Regions from separate parts of the Sus scrofa genome. Here region 1 is linked to region 2. The links are chromatin contacts, called in public HiChIP or PLAC-seq maps. All regions are on one chromosome and are shown on one strand. Each heading gives the region's core, a stretch centred on a gene start, on an enhancer-like site or on the middle of the called end of the contact. The rest is flanking DNA. Distances are from core to core; before and after follow the strand shown.

Region 1 (6,448 bases), core at 225-2,724, 38 kb before region 2:
CAGTGGGTTAACGATCCGGCGTTGCCGTGAGCTGTGGTGTAGGTTGCAGACGCGGCTCGGATCCCGCGTTGCTGTGGCTCTAGCGTAGGCCGGTGGCTACAGCTCTGATTCAACCCCTAGCCTGGGAACCTCCATATGCCCGCGGGAGCGGCCCAAGAAATAGCAACAACAACAACAACAAAAAAGACAAAAAAAAAAAAAAGACTCTCCCAAATTCCACCCCCAACCAAAGCAAAAGCTAGTTTCAAGCAAAGGAAGGAGAACAGAGATGAAGTTAAGGGTAGCTGGCACTTCTTCCCACCCTCTGACTCTCAGAACTCTCCCCTGGGTAAATACATTCCCAGATGCTTCGGAGCTCACGTGTATAATTCACCCACTTAAAGTGTACAATTCAATATTTTCCCCACCAGGACATTTGAGATGCCTTTGGAAGAGAACTATCTGTGGGCAAAAATGCTAACCAAGTAAAAATCCATGTTAAGGAGTTCCCATCGTGGCTCAGTGGTTAACGAATCCGACTAGGAACGATGAGGTTGCGGGTTCAATCCCTAGCCTCGCTCAGTGGGTTAGGATCCGGCCTTGCCATGAGCTGTGGTGTAGGTTGCAGACACTGCTCGGATCCGGAGTTGCTGTAGCTCGGGCGCAGGCTGGCGGCTGTAGCTCCAATTAGACCCCTAGCCTGGGAACCTCCCTGTGCCGCGGGTGCGGCCCTAGAAAAAGACCCCAAAAAAAAAAAAAAAAATCCATGTTAAAACTAAAGCTGCCTTTCAAGTAGAAGACGTCTTGGATAGTCAAGACGATCAAGAAGAAGCACTTTGAGGGGAATTTATTCTTTGTCAAAGGGCTGAAACTAGTTCAAAGGACATTAAGCACAGGAGAAACGGAGTGCTCCGAAGAACAGAAAAAATTTTCAGGACGCTTTTAAATGTCAACTTATTGTCCCCAACGACCCACAGCCACACCAAACAGCCCTACAGCTGAGCAGCAGAACTGGGAAGGAAGGAACCCGAACACCCTCTGTCCATCACTTCCAGGCCAGTAAGTTCACACTGCCGCCAAGAGTGTGTTTTACATGAAACAAGAACCACGCTGAAGGCCAGTATCAATAGGCCGGCATGTCACTGCGTACCCCCAGAAAATTCTGGCTTAAGACGATTTTCTCCCGCGTTTCCTTTTAATAATGTCCTTTCGGAACAAATGGAAACTGTTAACCCGCAACCAAGCCAAGAAGCTACAACCGCACTATAGCAGCGGCCAGAAAAGAAGCCTCAACCATCAAAAGCGAGGGTGGAAAGCGCAAGCCCAGGAGACCGCCCCTTCCCAGCCGGGGCCGGAAACCGCCGTGAGGCCGCGAGAGACCAGCCTGAAGCCCGCCGGCGCCGAGCAGCCAGGAGAAACCACAGAAAGAGGCGCACACCCACCGACCAGCAGCAAATTAGAGTCGAGAGCCCGGGAAATCAGCGCGGCAGTCAACAGAGCTGGGCCCTACAGCGCCTGGCTTTATAACCCGCCCCGCACCACGTGACCCGAGGCCTCTTGAAATCCGAGACCTTAGAGGCAGCTGCGCGCCTTTGGCGGGGGCGGGGTCTGTCCTGCGTTGGCGGGGGCCCTGCCTAAGTCAGGAGAGCTGAGGGGCCCAGCGCCCGGCAAAAATGCGCCAGCGCCTACGCAGGCGTAGTTGCTTTGCAAAAGGCGGTGGAGGAGTGTTGGGGACAGCCTGTAACTAAACTGTTGATTTCTATCAGTCCTCGGAGTAGAACTGTCTTTAAAAATGGTAACGGTGGCGTCTAGACTGTTACTTATAGCAAGGAAATAAGTCCTACAGTTTTGTGAAATTCCAACCCAGGAAGGATCTGTAGAGATTGCGGTTTTGCTGCTCTTTAGACTTTAAAATCAGTTCCTGGAGTTCCCGTCGTGGTGCAGTGGTTAACGAATCCGACTAGGAACCATGAGGTTGCGGGTTCGGTCCCTGCCCCTTGCTCAGTGGGTTAACGATCCGGCGTTGCCGTGAGCTGTGGTGTAGGTCGCAGACACGGCTCGGATCCCGCGTTGCTGTGGCTCTGGCGTAGGCCGGTGGCTACAGCTCCGATTCAACCCCTAGCCTGGGAACCTCCATATGCCGCGGGAGCGGCCCAAGAAATAGCAACAACAACAACAACAAAAAAAAAGACAAAAAATAAATAAATAAATAAATAAAATCAGTTCCTCAAACATCTGCCTAATTTAAAGTTGAATCGGAATTTCCAAAAGTTGTGAGACTACCCTCAGTCTCTTTTGTTTCCTCATCAAGACTAAAATCACCCTGGGGTGATTGCTGCCTATGTTTACTATGCAGGATGACCTCTTTTTTAAAAAGTTGTGGGTTATGCGTTTTCTTTTTAAATAAACAAATCATCAGGAGTTTGCGGGTTCGATCTGGCTTTGCTCAGTGGGTTAAGGATCCCGCGTTGCGGTGAGCTGTGGTGTAGGTCGCAGACGCTGCTCAGACCGTGTTGCTGTGGCTCTGGCTTAGGCCCGGCGGCTACAGCTCCAATTCGACCCCTAGCCTGGGAACCTCCATATGCCGCAGAAGTGGCCCTAGAAATGGCAAAAGGCCAAAAAAAAAAAAAGTTCCCTAGTGGGAGTTCCTGCTGTGGGCCCAACAGGCTCTGCAGCGACTTGCCAGCGCTGAGACATTGGTTGGATTCCTAGCCTGATACAGTGTGTTAAGGACGGGGTGGGAAGGATGTTGCCGCAGCTGCGGCTTGGATCTGATCCCTGGCCAGGGAACTCCATACGTGTCCAAAAAAAAAAAAAAAAAAAAAAAAAAAAATTTCTCTGGTGGCTCAGGAAGTTACGGGTCCCCTGTAGTCCTCCTGCTGTGGCTTGGTCACAGCTGCGGTGTGGGTTTCATACCTGGCCAGGGATCTTTCACATGCCACTGGCATGGCCAAAAATAAGAAACAAAGTCATCATCCTATGAGCCCCAGTTTTTTCTTGTGTAAAAGGCAAGGACTTGAACAAACTTGTATGAGCAAACAAGTTACGCAACCACCCCAAGCAGAAGAGGGTTTGTGTGGACCTTGCCACGGTGAATGGCTGGGGATCTGATGACATTGCCCCGGGGCCTCAGCCTCCCCAGTTCTCTCCTGGGGAAGGTAAAGGATAGAGGACAAATGGGAGATTCAGGGATTGCTGGCATCAGGTCCTCAGTCTCCAGGATGGGGGGGGGACTCGTGTAGGTGTGATGGTGTCGGAGCCTGGCAGGGAGTTTTGTTTGTCAAGCTATGGGGTTTGAACTGTGGGAAACCCTAAAGGCATTCACATGAATTACTTTTTTTAACTAATGCTGCTTGCACAGTGATAGTTTCTCATATTTAAAGAGCCAAACTGATCTATTAAAAATGTATTCCTTCGAAGTTCCTGTTGTGGCTCTGGAGTAATGAACCTGATTAGTATCCATAAGGACTTGTGTTCCATCCCTGACCCCACTCAGGAGGTTAGGGATTGGGTGTTGCTGCCAGCTCTGGTATAGGTTGCAGACATAGCTCAGATCTGGCTGTTGCTGTGACTGTGGTATAGACCGGCAGCTGCAGCTCTGATTTGACCTCTAGTCTGGGAACTTCCATTTGCCATGGTGCGACCCCCCCCCCCCGCAAAAAAAAATTATCCCTTCTACATGACTGAAGATGTCTAGAGGTCCCCAGCAAGGGAAAAAACTATTATGGTATCTCCCCCACCTCCCCCACACAAACTAGGTAATTCAAAACAAAATATAAGTATTACCATAAAATAGCTGTTAGGAAGTCCACATTTTTCTTTTCTTTTTTTCTATTTTGACATCTTCAATGCTTTAAGCAATCATATTATTAACTTTTTCTCTTCTTTTTGCCGTTCAGTCTTTGTTGGTACTCTCAGCAGATGTTTAGTGTGCCTGCTGTTATTCTATCTCCACCCTGAGGTAAAATGGCAGGCATATACTGGATTTTGAATGTTGACTGTGGATTGTTTTTTTACCTCTCACGAATCTGACTTCTCTTATTTTACAACAGAGGATTCTTGCCCTTTCACCTACAAATGCCTCCAACTTTCTGTCTGTTTTAACCCTGTGAGTCACTTGCCCTCTTTAAGAATAATCAAGGTTTCTTCTTATTAGGAGAGGGCTCCAGAGACTCTTAGAGGCCAGACTCTCCAAGCATCCAAAGGATAAGGTACACCAAATTCTGTACCTCCTACTCTTTCATCTTCAGGAAGTCTGGGAGAACATGGAGCTAAGGGTAAGAATAGCACCCAAGTCATCCAGGTGGTTCTGATAGTCTCTAAAGTTTTTGTTTTGTTTTGTTTTTGGCCAAGCCTGAGGCATGTGGGAGTTCCCAGGGCCAAGGATCACACCTGAATGACAGCAGTTGACAATACCAGATCTTTAACCCACTGAGCCACCAGGGAACCCTTAGTGTCTAAAGTCTGAGAACCTTTGTGTATGGAAGTGGTTTTTCATAGGTGGTCTTGGGACTCCTGCGTCAGAATCACCTAAGGTGTTTGTTAAACATGCTGCCTCCTATTTCATACTTACTGAACCAGAAACTGCAGGGGGTGAAGCCCAGGAGCCTACATTTTTAACAATACTTTTTTTTTTTTTTTTTTTAAATCTTTTTTAGGGCTGCACCTGAGGTATGTGGAAGTTCCCAGGCTAGGGGTCTAATCAGAGCTGTAGCTGCTGGCCTACACCACAGCCACAGCAATATGGGATCCAAGCGGAGTCTGCGACTTACACCACAGCTCCGGGTAATGCCAGATCCTTGACCCACTGAGCAAGGCCAGGGATCAAACCCTCATCCTCATGGACACTAATTGGGTTCGTTTCTGCTATGCCACAAAAGGAACGCCTTCGCAATACCTTTTTTAGTTACACCACTTTTCTCTTACCTAGCACTTTCCCATGTTCCTTCTTATTTGAGCGCCACAATAATCTGGAAACTCACACCATTTTGGAAACTCAAAGGATGGAAATTATTACTCCCATCTAAATAATAAGAATCAGTCTCAGAGAAGTTACCCGATTTGCCCAGTCATGACCAACTATGAAGCAAGCTAGGTGAGACTAGATCCCAGGGACATAACCTGAGCTAGTTACCTAATTGTCTTTTGCCTTAGTTTCTTAACTTATAAAAGGAAATAATAATAGTCCTTCATGTTCTAAGTAAAGGGTATATGGGTATTCATTATATGTACTAGTTTTTCAACCTTTTGGGGGATTTAAATATTTCAAAATAAAAGGCTGAGGATATTATCCAACAATGAGAGAGAATAAACAGACTGTTGCCAGAACTCAGCCTCTGTCCACTGGTGCCGAATAGAAATGCAGAGACAGAATTTTGGGTGAAGGAAGAAAAAAAATAACTTTATTGCTTTGCCAGGCAAAGGAGGCCACAGCAGGCTAATGACCTAAAGATTGTGAGTGACCTCCTTTGGGAGAGAATCAGCTGAGTGAGGCTTCTTACCCACAGACAAGAAATGGGGGGAGGGGGGTGGGCACAAAAAGGCTTTTGTGCCCAGAAGCTCCACAGGCTCTGGCTCAGTTTCAAGACCTATATCTACATGCCATGTAAGTGAAAGAAACTGTCTATATAATATGGTACAAAACAAGCAAACTGAACTCTGTAGTTAGACGTAAGACTGGTAGTTGCTTTGGGGGCTGAGGAGGACTAGTGACTATGATAGGGGTGGAGTAAGATAGTCACAGAGTAGTTGTAGATGTCCGATAGATAGATAGATAGATAGATAGATAGATAGATAGAGATGGAAATCTAGGGAACCTAGGGAGATCACTGTAGGTTAATTATTGCTCAAGAAAGTCCTCAGAACCAGGCAGACTTGCTCAACTTGTGGAGGCACGAGTTATGCCTCAGGTCATTGTGTGGGGGTTGGAGTGAGGCCTGTACTCCGGTTTAGACCCAGGGCAGGAGTTTAAGGACCACCCTTCTGCTGATTTGAATAAGCACCATGACAGCCCTAGCTTGACCTTATAGGGTCAAATACTCTCTTACTGAATACCAAGAGGTCTTTTCCTATCCTTACTGTAGCCCACCTAGTCCTCAGGGTAGAGCCTCCTTGCCTGTCTACTTGCATCCCTTATAAGCTTCCTATCTTAATAAATCTATTTCTTGCCTGTCACTTTGTCTCTCACTGAATTCTTTCTGTGCTGAGGCACAAAGAACTTGAACCTCAGTAAGCCTAGACACCTGGTGAGTGATTCTAATTTAAAAACTGTGGGTTCAAGTCCCAATCTGGGTTCTGGCTACATTCAAGTTGTGAATGCTGTCAGTTTCAACTGGATAAGGTCACAAGGGGCCTTTTGTGTGCTGGTAATTTTTTTTTTTTTTTCTTGTTCTGGTTGCTGGTTACAAGTATCTGCCCTTTTGTGAATATTCATTAAACTGTATACCTATATTTTTACATGTATGCTATA
Region 2 (6,126 bases), core at 1,871-4,370:
CCAACTAGAAACCATGAGGTTGTGGGTTGGATCCCTGGCCTTGCTCAGTAGATTAGGCATCCGGCATTGCTGTGAGCTTTGGTATAGGTCGCACATGTGGCTCGGATCTGGTGTTGCTGTGGCTCTGGCGTAGGCTGGTGGCTGAGGCTCCAATTAGACCCCTAGCCTGGGAACCTCCAAATGCTGTGGGCGTGGCCTTAAAAAGACAAAAATTTAAAAATAAAAATAAAAAAAGTCAAATAGTTCAAGAGTTTTAGAAAGTAGTAGGGTTTTTTGTTTGCTTGCTTTTTGGCCACACCTGCAGTATGTGGAAGTTCCCAGACCAGAGACTGAACCCGCTGAACTACTGTGGCTCTGGTCCCACACCAGTGACCAGAGCCACAGTAATGAAAATGCCTGATCCTTAAGCTGCTATGCCACAGGGAGTGCCCTAGTAAGTGGTTCTTAATGCCAGCTTCATGTTAGAATCACATGGGAAGCTTTGAAAACAATGCCAGTGCCTGTGCCCTTCTCCCAGAGTTTCTCACTTAATTGACCGAAACTGGGCCCAGGTAACAGAAGTTTTAAAAGTTCTCCAGGTGATTCTAATATGCAACCAAGGCTGAGAACGACTTGTGTAGAATGTGGAAAAAACTCTCCCTTCTACCTTGATCCATTGGCCCTCAGTTCTCCTGCAAGATACAGCCACAGTTGCCTGGCTGTCAAGAATCCATGTGATGTAGATAATTACCCTGCCTTTAAAAAGTATCTAGGACACTTATATATATATATCTATTCCCTGCACATGAATGTGATATAGTGATTAAGAGCAAGGGCTCTGAAATTCAGACTACCAGGATTTAAATCTTAGTTCTTCCAAGCGGTAGCTAGAAGTTGAACAACAGATTTAATTTCTCTCTGCCTGTTTTCTCATCTATAATGTGTGAGTGAGTGCCTATCTCTGGGGTCTTTAGAAGATTAAATGAGAAACTCCATTTTAAATGGCTCAATAGGAGTTCCTGTCGTGGTGCAGCAGAAACGAATCTGACTAGGAACCATGAGGTTGCGGGTTTGATCCTTGGCCTCGCTTAGTGGGTTAAGGATCCGGCATTGCCCTGAGCTGTTGTGTAGGCCGCAGACATGGCTCCGGTCCCGAGTTGCTGTGGCTCTGGCGTAGGCTGGCGGCTGTAGCTCTGATCAGACTCCTAGCCCGGGAACCTCCATGTGCCACGAGTGCGGCCCTGGAAAAGACAAAAATAAATAAATAAATAAATAAACTGCTCAATAAATGGTAACTGTTACAACTTGCTTCACTTTTCTGCATCTAGCAATTTTCTCATATTTTACAGATAATTTTTATCAGTACCTATAAACATACTCCTTTTAACAACTGCATGGTAATTCACTGTAGGATGTATAATTTAACCAGCGCCTATTGACAGACATTTAGGTCAGTCCTAGTCTTTAGCTACCACAAACAACTGTGCGGTGAACATCTCCTTACACAGATATTTGTTCATGTGTTTGAGTACCCTATATTTTTAGGGAAAATGTCTAGAAGAATTTCTGTTTAAAATTTTGATAGAGTGCCAAATTGCCTTCCAGAAAGTATAAACTAGTGTATACTTCCACTAAGAATGTATGAGGATGCCTATTACCCTAAACCAAATATGTTATCAAATTTGTGGATATCTGCCAATTTCCTACAATTTCGTGGGTTTTCTTGATAGTTTTAGTGTGCATATCTTTTTTTTTTTTTTTTCGGGACAAATGTGTGGCATATGAAAGTTCCCAGGCTAGGGGCTACACCGGAGCTTCAGTTGCCGGCCCAAGCCACAGCCACAGCAACTCCGAATCCAAGATGCATCTGTGACCTATGGCACATCTCAAGGCAACTCTGCTTCCTTAACCTGCTGAGCAAGGCCAGGGATCAAACCCGAATCCTCATGAATACTAGTCAGGTTCTTAACCCTCTGAGCTACAAAAGGAACTCCCAGTATACATACCTTTTTTTTTTTTTGGTCTTTTCTTGGGCTGCACCTGGGGCGTATGGAGGTTCCCAGACTAGGGGTCAAATCGGAGCTGTAGTGGCCAGTCCACGCCAGAACCACTGCAACACGGGATCTGAGCCACATCTTCGATCTACACCACAGCCCATGGCAATGCCAGATCCTTAACCCACTGGGTGAGGCCAGGGATCGAACCCACAACCTCATGGTTCCTAGTCGGATTCGCTAACCACTGCACCACTATGGGAACTCTGCATATCTTTTATTAAATAGGAGATTCATAACCTTTTCTAGAATTTGGGGAGATGTTTGTAAATAAACACAATACAAAAGTATTGTGACAAAGATTTTTCTACAGTCCCCTGGGTTAGGAAGAGAGCCAGATAAGTCTCCACAGAAGAGTTGGCATTCCAGCAAGCCCTTGAAGGATGAGTGGGAATTCTGCCATGGAGTGCTTTGATCATAAACCAGATGTTCAACAACTGTATGTTGATGTAATTGGCAACATTAGGGAATTTGCAGAATGCATTTTCTAGATGGCTGAGGGGATTTCGGGCCACATATGGCAAAACACTGATGCACAAATTCCAATAAATGACTAAGCAAACCGCTGCAGACAGTGAGAAGGGCCAGGACCTGGAGGACCAAGCAGTGGCTTTATGATGAACAGCTGGTTTCTTACACTTCCTGGATGTTGAGTGACATCTAATGGCCAAATAGGAAAAAGAAGTCAGTATTTTCAGTATTTTATTTTCAAGGAAAAATCCCTTGAAGAAACATAAGTGCTAGGAAGGGAGTAGGCACAAGTAGTTGTAGGAGTCCTGATAAAGGACCATAGATAAAGAGGGAAACTTAGGGGACATTGGGAGATCACTGTAAGTTAATAACAGCGCAAGAAAGCCATCAGCACAAGGCAGGCTTGCCTGACTAGTGGAGGATGAGAATTGCCTCAGGTCTTTGGGTGGGGGGATGGAAGGAGGCCTGCATTCAGAGTCAGACCAAGGGCAGGAGTTTGAGGACTCACTTTCGGCTGATTTGAATACACATCTTACCGGACACCAAGGAAGAGCTATGCTCCCAGAAAAGACGAGGCAGGCTTTTCCAACCCCCACACCCCTTGGAGAATAAATCTGTGGCCCCTCCCCCACCCGGATGCTCCAGGCAGAGCTTCCGTGGCTACCCGCTTGCACATCTCACAAGCATCCTCTTAAAAAATTTACTTCTTGCCTATCACTTTGTCTCTCACTGAATTCCTTCTCCGCAGAGACATGAAGAACCTGAACCTCAGTGAGTCCAGACACAGGGTGAGTGATTCTAATTTAAAACCATGGGTTTAAGTCCCAATCTGGCTTCAGGCTGTGTTCGAGTCCCAGCATGTGGGTTCAAGTCCCTATCTGTGTTCTGGCTAGGTTCAGGCCATTAGTGCTGTCAGTTTCATAAGCACAATGAAAAAAGAAAGTTTACCCCTAGACTTATGGAAAGACAATCTTATTTTTTTCCCCTGTGAACAGAGCGGGAAGATTGAATAAAAAATTAATTCGTTCTATGTGGTGCACTGAATGATAAAGGGAAAAAAATATTAGAATTGGAAGAAATCTTAGGCCAGAATTCCAGCTCTTCATTTTATCAATGAGGAAATTTACTTCCTGAGAGAAATAATTTGCCCAAAGCTACATAGCTGGCGAGGAGTTCCCCTCCTGGTGCAGTGGGAAGGAATCTGGCTGGGAACCATGAGGTTGAGGGTTCGATCCCTGGCCTCAATCAGTGGGTTAAGGATCTGGTGTTGCTGTGAGCTGTGGTGTAGGTTGCAGATGTAGCTCGGATCCTGTGTTGCTGTGGCTGTGATGTAGGCTGGCAGCTGTAGCTCTGATTTGACCCCTAGCCTGGAAACCTCCATATGCCACAGGAGCAGCCCAAGAAATGACAAAAAGACAAAAAAAAAGAAAGAAAAAAAAGAAGACGTTCTCTAATCCTCACAGAAATCCTATAATACAAATTCTTTTTTTTTTTTTTCCGTCTTTTTAGGACCACACCGGTATCATATGGAGGTTCCCAGGCTAGGGGTCTCATTGAAGGCTACAGCTGCCGGCCTACACCACAGCCACAGCAACGCTAGATCCGAGCTGCATTTGCAACCTACACCACAGCTCAAAGCAACGCCAGATCCTTAATCCAAGAGCAAGGCCAGGGATCAAACCCAAAACCTCATGGTTCCTAGTCGGATTCGTTTCCACTGAGCCACAACGGGAGCTCCCTTTAATACAAATTCTTTATCCTAATTTATAGATAAGAAAATTGAGAAACAGAGAGGCTTTTTAAAAGATTTTTTGTAGGAGTTCCCGTTGTGGCTAGGAACCATGAGGTTGCAGGTTCGATCCCTGGCCTCTCTCAGTGGGTTAAGGATCTGGGGTTGCTGTGAGCTGTGGTGTAGGTCGTAGATGTGGCTCGGATCTGGCATTGCTGTGGCTCTGGCATAGGCTGGCAGCTACAGCTCCATTTAGACCCCTAGCCTGGGAACCTCCATGTGCTGCAAGTGTGGCCCTCAAAAGACCAAAAAAAAAAAAAAAAAAAAAGAAAAAAATCTAATTTTATTTTTTAAATTTTTTATTACAGTATAGTTGATTTACAATGTTCTATCAATTTCTGCTGTATAGCAAAGTGATCCAGTCATACACATACATGCATTATTTTTCTCATATTATCCTCCATTATGTTCTATCCCAAGAGACTGAATATAATTCCCTGTGCTATTCAGCAGGACTTCATTGCATATTCATTCTAAACATAATAGTTTGCATCTACTAACCCCAAACTCCCAGTCCATCCCATCCCCTCCTCCTCAGCAACCACAGATTTTTTAGACTTTTAAGAAAGTCTTTTTTTTTTTTTTTTTTGGTCTTTTTAGGGCCACACCCACAGCATATGGAGGTTTCCAGGCTAGGGGTCAAATGGGCCTACACCACAGCCACAGCCACAGCCACAGCAATGCTGGGTACTTAACCCACCCATCAAGGCCAGGGATCAAACCTGTGTCCCTATGGATACTGGGGTTCGTTAACCGCTGAGCCATGACTAGAACTCCAAGAGGGGTTTTTTTGTTTGTTTGTTTTTTGTTTTCTAAAGACCTTTAAGAGAGGCTTTTTAACTTGCCCAAGTTTACACAGATGGTTAAGTGTGTCCTTGTCTGTGTATTTTAACAAAAAGAAAAAATCAGGGAAATTTAACCTAGTCAGGAGATTCAGGCTGTATGTAAAAAAGAAACGTAATTATTATCCATTGAATACACGTCTCGTTCAGAACTCTGCCAAGCTTCTGATCCATAAATGCCTCAGACCAATGCCATCTGCATGTCCAATAGGCACCTCAAATTCAACACATCCAGAGTCCCTGCCATGGCACAATAGTGTGGGTGGGCATCTCTACAACACTAGGATGCAGGTTCTATCCCCAGCCCAGTGCAGTGGGTTAAGGCATAGTTACAGCTGTGGCATAGTTCGCATGGCAGCTGGGATAGGAACTCTTCATGCTACAGGGCAGCCAAAAAAAAAAAGAAAAAGCAAATCAGCAGGTCCAACATCAAAGTCTTCCCTTCCCTTAGGCTATTCTTCCTATGTTTTTTTAATCTCAGTAAATACACCACTATTCACTAAGTTACCCAGGCCATCAATTTTACCCAACATTGATTTTGGACAATGAGTGTAAAAGTCAACATACAAAAAAGGCAAATAAAAGCTTTGTATTGGTATAAAAACATTTTTGATCTTGCAAAGCTCCTGGAAATTCTCAGATGTCACACAGGTTCAGAAACTACACTTTGAAAACTGCTCTTCTGACTGTGAAATCTTCTGTTAGTGGTGGACGTTGCAAATGTCTTTCTTTTCCAGTCTATCATTTTCTCCAGTACATTCATTAAACAAGTAACATCCTGGGAGTTCTCTGGTGGTGCAGCAGGTTAAATATATGGAGTTGTCGCTGCTTTGGCTTGAGTTTGATCCCTGGAGGCCAAAACCAAAAACAAACACACACAAAGAACAAATGATATCCTAATGTCCCCCCAGATCAATTTGCATTAGAATCACTTTAGGTGAAACAAATGCAAGTTCCCAGATACCCCACCCCATCTCTGCACCAAATGTAC

Evidence for each region. HiChIP or PLAC-seq counts read pairs in DNA pulled down with a chosen protein or histone mark.
Region 1: an H3K27ac HiChIP or PLAC-seq map of alveolar macrophages shows a contact between it and region 2, with 3 times the contacts expected there. The contact joins the promoter of PLIN2 here to the enhancer-like site in region 2. A contact is called at or near these places in 1 of 5 promoter capture datasets (liver), 18 of 47 Hi-C or Micro-C datasets (adipocytes, alveolar macrophages, embryonic fibroblasts and 11 more) and 2 of 2 datasets of contacts at active chromatin or transcription factors (alveolar macrophages and skeletal muscle).

The regions. Positions count from the first base shown.
Region 1 is chr1:203,679,073-203,685,520 of Sscrofa11.1, reverse strand. It overlaps PLIN2 (perilipin 2), which reads right to left and starts at 1,474. Exons shown (of 8, transcript NM_214200.2): 1 at 1,422-1,474.
Region 2 is chr1:203,643,010-203,649,135 of Sscrofa11.1, reverse strand. No RefSeq gene overlaps it. Among named protein-coding and RNA genes, the nearest start is that of PLIN2, 38 kb to the left of the region's middle. Within about 2 kb of position 3,120, at least 13 of the 83 cell types and tissues checked have an H3K27ac peak or open chromatin away from gene starts, as enhancers often do. A contact at or near this core is called in alveolar macrophages and embryonic fibroblasts, where this site is marked.